Linked DNA regions of Sus scrofa: all the other regions are linked to region 2. A link is a contact called in public Hi-C and HiChIP or PLAC-seq data. All regions are on one chromosome and are shown on one strand. The core of a region is the stretch at or near the end of the contact, and the rest is flanking DNA. Distances in the headings are between cores, read along the strand shown.

What was found. Hi-C and Micro-C count contacts between places; a contact is called where the count stands out from the background. HiChIP or PLAC-seq counts read pairs in DNA pulled down with a chosen protein or histone mark.
Region 1: a Hi-C map of omental adipose tissue shows a contact between it and region 2, with 1.6 times the contacts expected there. The contact joins the promoter of COX17 here to the promoter of PLA1A in region 2. A contact is called at or near these places in 1 of 5 promoter capture datasets (fetal liver), 10 of 47 Hi-C or Micro-C datasets (fetal liver, heart right ventricle, liver and 4 more) and 2 of 2 datasets of contacts at active chromatin or transcription factors (alveolar macrophages and skeletal muscle).
Region 3: a Hi-C map of liver shows a contact between it and region 2, with 3 times the contacts expected there. The contact joins the promoter of MAATS1 here to the promoter of PLA1A in region 2. A contact is called at or near these places in 2 of 5 promoter capture datasets (fetal liver and liver), 2 of 47 Hi-C or Micro-C datasets (fetal liver and liver) and 1 of 2 datasets of contacts at active chromatin or transcription factors (skeletal muscle).
Region 4: a contact with region 2 is called in an H3K27ac HiChIP or PLAC-seq map of skeletal muscle. The contact joins the promoter of POPDC2 here to the promoter of PLA1A in region 2. A contact is called at or near these places in 6 of 47 Hi-C or Micro-C datasets (heart right ventricle, retroperitoneal adipose tissue and skeletal muscle) and 2 of 2 datasets of contacts at active chromatin or transcription factors (alveolar macrophages and skeletal muscle).

The regions. Positions count from the first base shown.
Region 1 is chr13:140,582,713-140,585,560 of Sscrofa11.1, forward strand. COX17 (COX17 cytochrome c oxidase assembly homolog) reads left to right here and starts at 1,574. Exons shown (of 3, transcript NM_001348525.1): 1 at 1,574-1,825. The coding sequence starts at 1,719.
Region 2 is chr13:140,664,727-140,667,534 of Sscrofa11.1, forward strand. It overlaps PLA1A (phospholipase A1 member A), which reads right to left and starts at 1,338. Exons shown (of 11, transcript XM_003483312.4): 1 at 1,073-1,338. The coding sequence starts at 1,145. It also overlaps a transcript of ADPRH not described here.
Region 3 is chr13:140,565,321-140,568,238 of Sscrofa11.1, forward strand. MAATS1 (cilia- and flagella-associated protein 91) reads right to left here and starts at 1,656. Exons shown (of 18, transcript XM_003132654.4): 1 at 1,387-1,656. The coding sequence starts at 1,510.
Region 4 is chr13:140,600,181-140,603,068 of Sscrofa11.1, forward strand. It overlaps POPDC2 (popeye domain containing 2), which reads left to right and starts at 1,452. Exons shown (of 4, transcript NM_001144114.1): 1 at 1,452-2,347. The coding sequence starts at 1,857.

The sequences.
Region 1 (2,848 bases), core at 324-2,823, 82 kb before region 2:
CAAAGCTACAGCTGCCAGCCTATACCACAGCCACAGCAACATCAGACCTGAGCCTCATCTGTGACCTGCACCACAGCTAATGGAAATGCCAGATGACAAAATGGGGATGGTCTTGGTAACTTGGAAAATACACATATAGAAATTACTTTTACACCAGTTCCCAGACACACCTCAGGATTCTGAGCTGAATCTCTGGAATACAGAAACAAACCTTAGTGTTAGGCTGCATCCCGCAGGTCTGCAAGCCCTGTGCCTACCCAGCTTCATGACTGAAGAGCCCAGAGTCAGTGACAGAGACATGGATGGTTTAATGGCCAGGGGGTTCTTACATGTCTGACAGGACATGGTAAAGTCTCTGCTCCTGGAGGGGAAGGGGAGATTGCCAGTTACAGTGGGAATTGACATCAGGTTGGCACATGAGTTACCAGGGAGACCAGCAGAGAGGCACTGCCCTCACCGCTCTTTAGATAAGAACAATCTCATTGCTGGGGCCTGGGACAAATATGTAGAAAGGTCAATCATGCACTTAGGGGTTGGTGGAGCAGGAAATGGTGGAGCAGGGAATGTACAAAGAGCAAGAAAACAGCCATCTTGAGGGGCAATACCATTGGCTGGTTTAGGTGATAAGCAATGTTTGATTAACCAAAGTGCGTATCCCTAGACAGCTATTTTAACAATGCCTGGAAGTCCTGCTTTAAAAAATAAGTTCATCCTTCCTCAAACAATTCTCTGCAGGAAAAAAACTTAATGGTTATGTCCATTCTATTGCAAATACTGTCTAAGTTTACTTATTTACCTAGATGGATAGGTATTAACTGAATTTGAGGAATGACAATGAAAAGGCATTTTAAAATTTTACTAACCAATATATTTGCCCTATGATTGGCAATTCATATGGAAATCAATTCAGTTGGAGAGGGAGCTATAAACACTAACTAGCTGAGGATTTAAAGCGTGTGGGTGAGGTAAGGTTCCCAGGCTAGGGGTCTAATCGGAGACACAGCTGCTGCCAGCTTATGCCACAGCCACATCAACACCTGATCTGAGCCCTGTCTGTGACCTACACCACAGCTCAGGGCAACGCTGGATCCTTAAACCACTGAACGAGGCCAGGGATAGAACCCGAAACCTCATGGTTCCTAGTCTGATTCGTTTGCGCTGACCACTAGGGAACTCCTTTGCTACTCACTTTTAACTAGAGCGGTGAAGTGGGGTGGTGAAGGCAGTAAGGCAGATAATGGCAAGCATAAGATGCCGGGCGCTAAGTCTGTTACTCAAGAGGAATTGGCTTTCACTAGTGTTTTTTTTTTTTTTCTGTAGCATAGACAGGTCATTTCACCTTCTTGAGTTTCAGTTTTCGACTTCGAGCTGGGTGTATGGTTGAGAGCTCTCCGAGTTGCCTTACGGGTCTCCTCATTTGTGGGTCCTCTCAATGCTGGTCTACAAACATCGCTGCACTTTACCTGGGCTCTCTGCACCTGCGCGGAAAAGGCGCCCTAGCACTAAGGCCATCATTCGGCCTCTTCTGCGCACGCGCGTGCCCTTTAAAACATTTTTCCTCTTTACCTCCTCCCTTCCTCCCAGTTCGTCAGAGTGAGAGGCAGGACTTCCTGTTCTGTTTTGGAGCGACTGCCGGAAATAACTGCGGGCGAATCGGCGTGTCCGGAGGCCGGTAGAGTTTGGGGTGGCAGAGCTAATTGCAGCTTTCGGCGCGAAAAATGCCGGGTCTGGCGGCCGCAATCCCTGCCCCGCCTGAATCGCAGGAGAAGAAGCCGCTGAAGCCCTGCTGCGCCTGCCCGGAGACCAAGAAAGCGCGCGATGCGTGGTCAGTGCGCAGCCGGGGAGGGGGCGGCGGGGCAGGCTCCGTGCACTGCCTTCGGGTGCCGCTGCCCGGACTAGGGCTGGTCGTGGCCCTCACTTTGCCGCGGGGCTCTCTTGAGGGTTATAGACCTGGGTAGGCTTCGCAGTCAGCTGTCTGTAGACTGAGCTCGTAGCTTACCCTGGGGAAAAGGTTGAAGGGATCAGAGAGAGGTCAGATTGACCCGCCGCGCTCAATCCAGGCATTCCTTCCTACAAAAGGTTTTTCATCAGCTGTTATGGGTCAAACATTGCTTTAGGACCGAAGGCTTGTAAACGGATGGATGCTACTTGATTTAAAGAAACACAGGAGTTCCCGTGGTGGCTCACCGGATTAAGAACCCGACCAGCAGCCATAAGGATGCAGTTTCGATCCCTGGTCTGTTCAGTGGGTAAAGGAGCCGGCCCTGCAAACTGCAGGGTAGGTCGGTCGCAGATGCCAATGGGATCTGTGTGGCTGTGGCTGCGGTGTAGGCCGGCATATGCAGCTCTGATTCAGCCCCTAGCCTGGGAACTTCCATATGTCCCAGGTGCGGCCCTTAAAAAAAAGTAAAGGGAAACAGTTAATGGAAACGTTTTTCAATGATTGCTCTACTATGGTTTATGGGCCATGATAGAAGACTTGGCAAAATCAGAGTTCCCTTGTGGTGAGAGGGGTTAAGGATCCCACGTGGTCTCAGCAGCGACTGCCGTGGGGCGGGTTCGATCTCTTTTCGGGAAGTTGCACATAGTTCCCCCGCGGCCAAGAAAAAAAGATTTATCAAGATCAAAGAGTAAAAGTTTTCCGGTTTTCTGGTAATTTCTCCCCGAATTTAGTCATAGTAGGGTACAAGGTACATTTCTTAACGGTACAGAAAATCCCCTAAACTCTTCCCCCCACCGTTTTAGGTAGATAATTTAAAAATCAACTAGGCTATAACATATGTGACACTGTAGTGTTCAGAATTGTTTATCTAAATTACCATCAACCTGCAAAAGGTTTTCATTTCTT
Region 2 (2,808 bases), core at 88-2,587:
TGATAATACAAAGTTTTGGTGGAGAGAAAGGCAAACTTCTTTACAGGGCAATTTTTCTCACATCTATCAAAAATGTGTAAGAAATAAATCCTTTTAGATCCAGTATATAGTGTACAAACAGCCATCACATAAAACAAGATATAGGGTCATTTTACACACACATGCAAATACACAAGCTAGGAGAAAGCACACATGAAGCTAAGGAGCACCTTTCAACGCCACCTGTTGATGCAGGTGAATACACTTATGCAAGCTGAACTTTGGAACAGACGCCTGAAGTTTTGCAAGGGAGGCATGAATCATAAGACGTCTAGGAAGATGTGAAGAGCAGAAATGAACCAAAAGGTAGTGTGAGCAACTCTGCGCAGAAGGAATGACACATTCTAAAGCTGGTGATTGAGAACTGAGTCTTGTGAAGGTAACAGAAAAGCAGTCTGCTGTTGGGGGGAGATGGAAGGGAGTTTTCCAAGGGTGATGCCATTGCTGGGTGGAGGAGATCTTTACTCCTCTGACATTCTCTAGCCACAAGGAGGGTGTAGATTTGCTATACGCAAATGGCATGTGAGGGAAATTGTGCTAAAGGTCATTGCTTATCTGTGGTTAACAAGACTAGTTATCATAGTCCTGCCAGGTGGGAGACACACCTGAACTCGAGTTGGGTTGGCAAGATTAGAAAGGACCTCTGATAATCTCAATGACAAAACTGGAAATTTCTAATTTTGAAATTAACTCTATTTTTAGAACAGTGGATATTTATAGGGAGGAAATGAATTACATTTTGGAATTAATAAAATGTTATTTCCTTCTCCTCTTCCTGGCTTGTACAAGGTGAAAAGGAGTAATTCAGATTTTAGAAAAATGAGTAAAACTACTAGAGGAAGTTCATTTTCTTTGTGACTTGAGAAACTGCCATCATTCCTGTTATGATTGTAGGTTTTTTTCTCCGTCTTTTAAATTCATCTCAGGAGAGGGCTTTTAGGGGACGTTCCAAAGGTTAGTGCTGCATAAATAGATAGTTTAAAAAATAGAATTATTAAAGAAGTTTTACCCGAGGTTCCAACCCCCAGCTTACCTGTAGTTCCAACACTGAACCACAGAAGGAGTCCCCATGACCAGAAGCATCTTTCGCAGAGGCCTGAGGGCATTGCTGAGCTGGAAGACTCAGAGCTGGGGTGAAGCCGACCACTAATGCCAAAGAGATCCCATAACCCAGCCTCTCACAGTTTCGAATACCAAACATCCACTTGGGTCTCACTAATCATTAACTGGCCTCATGACCTGTAAAAGAAAAGTAAACTCTCCCTACCAGTTTAACTTCCACAAATTTTGTTTCTTTTTCTTAATGAAAATAAACATACTTTTCTTTCTCTCTCTTTTTTTTTTTTTTTTTTTTAAAGCAGGGGACATTGAAACACATTGTCCTTCCTCTCTGAGCCAAACACTATCAGGAAACTACTTCCTGCACCTCTCCTACTTCCCATTATAAAATGTTAGTAAAAACCAAGGCAGAAGTCTTTCATCTCTAGGGGATCACAAAACCCTTGTTGTACAGGAATCATCTGTGGAGTGTTTGCCTCTGTAGGAGTGGCTGAGGGCAGAGACTTTCTGTTTTCATTTTTTAATTCCCAGAGCCCAGCACAGAGCTGAGCCAACAACACGTTTCATGTATACTCGGGGAAAAAATGGAAGATCAGTCAGCTTCTGAGAGTATTATCTTCTCATAGAATCTTGGGGCTAAAAGTACAGTCCAACCTCTAAGGAGATGTTTAACTTCTTGAGTTCACAGATGAAGAAACCAAGAAATAAAGAACGAACATGACCTATGGAGAAGTGGCAGGGCTGAAGAACCAGGGTGTTTCCCATGTACCTCATGGCCTGTTCATCCAAAATGATGGCAGAAGCCACAGAACACTAGTTCTACGCAGGTGAGGGAGAAGGGGAGGCACTGTACTTGCCCAGCACTCTTTAAATTTTAGCACATTGCTGTGAGGCAGAGACCCTACCAGCAGGGCAGTATGGAACTTTTGGGTCAATAGCTCATGAGAGGAGTACTATAGACATACAGCTTCAGGGCATAGAGGGGTTAAGTACCTTGCGAAGATTCATGCAGAATTGGGATTCGAAGCATGACAAGCTCTGAACCACTGTACCAGGCTGTGCCAGGCCTGTCCAAGATGGGGATAAAATGATTTTGGAGGGGCCAGCCCTTGCCTCCCCTCGTGCACATGATCCCACTGCTAGGCACTGCTGCCACCAGGAAGGAGAGTGGCAACACACAGGGCACTATTGGAGGCTGTTCTGCTGTCACACACCAAGTCAGGTACAGAGTTCCAGGTCTTGAGAGAAAAGATGCCAGGAAGGGACTAGACATGCAAAAGATTTATTAGGGATAATATCTGTGAAGAATAAAAGGGGGAGCAGAAGATGGCAGAGAGAGACTTTAGACCCTGAAAAGCATGGGAGAAGGAAAGAAGATTGCACAGGAAGTGTCAGAATTCCTCAGCCAGGGCACTGGGGAAGCCTCAAGCTGAAATTTCCCCTTAAAGCAGCTAGGTCCCATGCAAATGAGCTGCATTAGCACCCCCACTCTGCTCAGTCATTAGCTGAGGGCAGCCTCAGCACAAAGACAAGAGTAGATCCAGAGGGCAGCAACTGGGACTATCAATTAGGTTTCCAACAGGAGGTGACCAATGACTGCATCCTCCTGGTCATCCCACCCTGCCAGAGCTGGCTCACCAGGCCAGTCATTCCAGTTATACTCAGGCAGAGCTCCCCGTGCAGCATCAACACACTTGACATTTAGAGCAT
Region 3 (2,918 bases), core at 406-2,905, 99 kb before region 2:
TTAAAATAAACTGGGGCTGGAGTTCCCGTCGTGGCACAGTGGTTAACAAATCCGACTAGGAACCATGAGGTTGAGGATTCGATCCCTGCCCTTGCTCAGTGGGTTGACGATCCGGCGTTGCCGTGAGCTGTGGTGTAGGTTGCAGACGTGGCTCGGATCCCACGTTGCTGTGGCTCTGGCGTAGGCTGATGGCTACAGCTCGGATTAGACCCCTAGCCTGGGAACCTCCATATGCCGTGGGAGCGGCCCAAGAAATGGCAAGAAGACAAAAATAAATAAATAGATAAATAAACTGGGGCTTTACTGGCCCAAAGGACCTAGTGGACATAGTTTATAAACAATACTTTAATGGTTAAGAATAAGCTTGAAGAAAAGAGAAAGCTAAAAACAAAGATGAAATAAACTGGCCCTTCCTTACCTAGATGCCAAATTTGGAAGAGGCCAGAGAATGAGAACTGGAAGGGCATTTTATGCAGTTTGAATGTGGGAGTGTTGAGTCAGTCTCTGAAACCAAGCAGGATGCTATAGGGCTCCTTGATGGATACAAATCCTTTGTGTGCCCCCAACCCCCCCCTCCTTCTTGTTTGTAGGAAATAGGCTTCATATAGCCTCCTTGACCTTACCTGAGTTTCAAAGAGCAGATTCAAACAGTGGATAATGAGAAAGGAGGGGATGCAGAGACAAGTCAGGAGAAGTCAAGAAACACTACTGCAGCCTTGGGGCAAGATCCTGGTTCCTCCTCAAGAAATATACAGAACATTATCTTTGAGCTCTTCTGCAGAACTAAGGCCCCCACCCAGGTGATCCAGATGGCAATTTCAACACAAGATGGCTGAAGCATCCCTCTGTGACCTCAGGAAAAAAAGTCACATACCCTTCAGCCTTCACCCTAAATATTGCTATTGAAAACTTTTTCCCCAAAACCATCAGGGATTTCGGGGGGGTTTGAACCAAGCCACTCTTGCTTGGCCCTACAGTAAACCTTTTTCTTTTGGTTTGTTTGACCTCACTGTGAGTGGAGCACCCAAACTTTCTTCAGTAACATTTCCAAGTATGCAAATCATTGGGTACTGTATGGGATACCAAAACTCCAGTAACGGGTTTCAGAAAGATTGCTTTGGGCTGTGCAAATTATCAAGAAAAGCGGGTGAAGAAGAGTCAGGTGTTCCCTACCCCTGCTCCAAGACGCAGCTCACCTGAGTCTTCAGAGATGCCCTAGAGTGCACCACCCAGAGGGCTTGGAGCTGCCCATCCAAGACAAGACAAGGGATCTGTCCTGAGGCCAGTCTTTCCTCCGCTGAGCCTCCTGGCCAGGTCCCACCATCTTCAAAGCCCATCTGTCCCAGGAGTCTACAACTCAGGAGGGAGATCTGGAGCCGCCCTTACCATACAGGAAATCATACGTTCGACTAGCGGAGACGTTGCCCCAGGTCCCCGACTTCCCTCTGCACTGGGTTTGAGACATCTGAGGTTTGGCCTGGGGCTCGGTGATGGTCACAACATGACTCATGGTGCCGGCTCTGCCCTGCAGTCAGCCAGGACCAACTTGAGAGACCTAGCTGTTGTGTGGACAGTAGCTATGGTAACCCCCTGGAAGAGCGGAAACGAAGGGCGGAGCGAGGACAGCACGCAAGCGGAGAAGGGAAGAGCGGAACTAGCATGAGAGGGGAGGAGCCGAGTGACAAGGACGGGGCGGGACGAGGGTCAGGAAAGGCGGGCTGGATGAAGAACCTGGGCGGGGCTAGTGAAGGGAGGGGCGCGGGGCTGGCGACCGGGAGGAAGACGGGGGGATTGCAGGAAGGCGTGGGGCGTGGCGCAGGGGCGGGAGGACAGGAAGTGTGCAGAGGGAAGGAGCGGGAGGGGTGGAGAAAGGGGTTGGGAGGAAAGGACAGCACTCAGAAGGAAAAAGGGGAAAGTAGTAGGCCGGGGGAGGATCTGCTACACTGCCCGCTTCATTCCAGAGGCCAAGCCTTGAGTTTTCAGTTGTACATCCAGGATCAATGCGCGGGGCCCGCAGGCTGGGGAAAAGGCTACTGCTCAAATCCAGCAGTGATTTGCCGGTTTCACTCCGCGACCTCTTTCGGAAATCCCTGGGAAATCTCAGAAAAAAATAGTCGGGGGCTTTCCTTTCGGACATCCCCTTTCCGCGGGGCTTTTTCTGCTAGCTGAGAAAGCTCCTAAACGTTGGACTTTGACACTCTATGAACCCTTGCCCTGGGAATCAGGATTTGGGGTGGGGTGGGTAGTTAGTAACTGTTGATCTGCATTCTGCTACCCCTTTCTGAGCCCTGGGCACTAATTAAATCAGCCGAAGATGATGTGGTGTATTCCGCACTGACTTGCTTTTTAAAACTACTTATTATGGAAATGTCTGTTTTTGTTTTTGTTTCAGGGCCGCAACAGCGGCATATGGAGGTTCCCAGGCTAGGGGTCCAATCCGAGCTACAGCCACGCCTATGCCTATGCCACAGCCACGCAGGATCCAAGCAGGGTCTGCTATCTACACCACAGCTCACAGCAACACCTGATCCTCAACCCACTGAGAGAGGCCAGGGATCAAACAGCAACCTCATGGTTACTAGTCGGATTCGCTGCATCACAACAGGACTCTGGAAATGTCTTAACATAGGCAAGAGTGAATCCACTTTTAGTAATGAGCTGGCGCTAATCATCACGGAGTAAATAATTATCAAGAATTTGCCAGTCCAGTTTCACCTGTCTACTATCTCCTTTTGCTTGAGCATTTTCAAATCCCAGACATTATTTTACCCTTAATCTGCATCTCAAACTGATACAGATTTTTAACATAATTGCCATTATCAAATCTAACAAAATTAATAATTCCTTTATATTTAAAATTTAGTATATATTCAAATTTCCCTGATTGAGTCCAAGATTTTTTTTTCTGATCAAAAGAT
Region 4 (2,888 bases), core at 202-2,701, 64 kb before region 2:
TAGCTCTTGTGTCTTCCTTCCAGGTGGCCACCTCTCCTTAAACTTGACTCAGTTGCGGTGCTTTCCACACTGAACTGCCATTGTTTCTCAAGTATCTATATTTCTCTTGAGAGGTGAAATCTCTTGGGAATCTTCAGTTCTTTAAGTGCTTGGCTCATAGTAGACACTCAATATGTGTTGAGTTGAAAACTTCTACTCCTCAGCATGTTTGGCAATTCCTAATTTCTCACTAATTTTAGTCCAGTTACCAGAGGTATAATAAAGGTCCCTATGGATTGAGCTCTTGAATAGTTCTAGTAGGTTACTGGGTGCCCCCCCCCCCACTTCCCGTGGTACCTCAGTGGCTGTAGGAATAATGATAGTAAGTGCTAACCAGCAGTGAGGAAAAAAAAAAAAAAATCCAAGAGTTACTTGGAAGCTAGATTAGTGTTTGCCTATTCCAGACTTACTTCTTGGTGACCCACGGTAGACCCCAGGTTGATCTAGAAGGTCCCAGACGTCCTCAGACTTCCTGGGGAGAGTAGAGTTGGGAGTCATGGCTCTAGTCCTGTCTTCCCATGCACTGTGCAAACTATTTGGGACACAGCAGTAAAGTCTGACAGGAACAAATCCTATCTCTGTCACTTACTACCTGTGGGAACTTGTTACTTCTCTAAACCTCAGTTTCTTTCAGATCTAGAAAGAAGATAATATTTATTTGGAAGGGTCGTGTGATGACTAAATCACATGTATGTAAAGTACCTCATCTAGGTCTGGCATTTTTGGGGTTTAACAGGTAATGGTTATTATTATTTGCCAGTCCTGGAGTGGGTAGAGTGATAGTCTGAACAATGTATTAACATTGTATTAACTATTACTAGATCCAGATACATGCAGGAGAAGGTCAGAATTCAAAAGGCTGCTTTGCACACCTATTTTTTGTTCAATGGATGTCAAATAAATGCCCACGGATATTTCCAATATGACTTAATAGAGGTCTTCAAGGGGTTTTCCAGTTCTCATTGTTAGGATTTTTTCTGATAATAGTCCCATACTTTCCTACCTTGATGTGTCCTTCTGCCTCAGGAGAGCCCCCGGCCCTCCCCGCAGGGGTCTCTGGACAGTGTTCTGCCTGAGATGTGGCAGTAAATTCTGTACTCACTTTTCTTTGTCCACCCCCAGGCTCCCCACCCCACCCCCACCCTCCCTCCTTCACCACTCCTCCAAACCCCTCTATGATGCCATCCCCCCTGCCCCCCTCTCTGGCCCCAGGTCTTATCTTGTCCTCTGGGGAGGTATGCTAAGCGCTCTGCCAGCCTGCCTGTGTGCCTGGCCTGTTTTTTCTCACTGCCAGTACCTCTTGGATTCCAATTCCAAACATGGTATCTGTCTGGGGTCACCCTTTCTTCCGGTGCCAAGAGAGACGCATTCCAAATGGAGCACAAATGTGCCTCCCGTGCTGGGCTCTCCTCATTCTGTTTGGGGACAACAGAGAGCAGGACGTGGCTGTTTGATTATCCCTCACTGCTGAAGCTCTCAGTCCCACAGTCATATTGTTTCCTCGGGACAGTTTGGGTTTCCTGCCAAGAGCCAAATGTGAAGAGACCGTCCTAAGAAACCTGGAGCAGAGGAAGCTCCCCGGAGCTCTGCGGGAGAGACTTGCTGAGGGCCAGACGGAGGAAAGAAAGGCTTTCAGTTCTCCAGGAAGTGTACTATGTTCTGCCATTCATTCCTGAAGCCACCGGAAGCATTCCTCCCAGGAAAAGTTGAGTTGGTGGGTTGTAGCTGGAGGTGAGAAGGCATCCAGAGGACAGGTTAAACCATTTCCTGAATTTCGCATGTGGGCACAGGCTTAGAGCCTTCGAGGCGCCCCGAAGATGAGCAGCAACAGCAGCGCGGTGGGCCAGCTCCTCTGGCGTGGGCTGCCGTGTGTCGGCTGGAGGCAGGATCTGCAAGGGGCTGTCTACCACCTGGCCAACTGCTTCTTGCTCCTGGGCTTCATGGGGGGCAGCGGGATGTATGGGTGCTTCTACCTCTTTGGCTTCCTGGGCACGGGCTACCTGTGCTGTGTGCTGTGGGGCTGGTTCGACGCCTGTGGCCTGGACATCGTCCTCTGGAGCGTCCTGCTGGCGATGGCCTGCGTGCTCCAGCTGGCACATCTGGTGTACCGCCTGCGTGAGGACAGCCTCCCTGAGGAGTTCGAGCTCCTCTACAAGACACTGTGCCTGCCCCTGCAGGTGCCTCTACATGCCTACAAGGAGATGGTTCGCTGCTGTCAGGAGCAGGTCTCCACTCTGGCCACGGAGCAGACCTACGCTGTGGAGGGTGAGACACCCATCGACCGTCTGTCCCTGCTGCTCTCTGGCCGGTAAGTCACTGTCCAGTGCTTCTTCCTCATGCCCATGCTTCCCATTTCCTAATGCGTCCCTTTCCATGTCATGTCCCCGTCCACTGAGGAAGGATGTGGCAAGTCAAACTAACCAAAATAGCATGTGCTTGCTTCCCCTTTCTTAGCATTTTCCATGAGAAAAGTACCTCATGGGGCATCTTAGTTGGCAGAAAGGATTGCGTGTGCACTTGCTGCTGGGAGGAGTGGGGTGTTTCTTGAGCTTGGATCTGAAGTGACCACACACACACACACACACACACACACACACACACACCACTGCGTCATGCCTAAATTACAGCAATATCTCTGTAAACTTTAGAAAACCGTATGTTTCAATAAGATTAATTTGTTCCTCTACATGCATTCAACATTTGCTAAATGCCAACTATGTGCAGGGAAGAGTACCAAAACAGAGGAGGTTTCCTGTAACCCCAGGGCATCAAGGATATTGGGGAATATACTATACAGACTCTATGGTAAAGCCATTCTATATACACCCAGGCATGGAGCAGGAATAGCT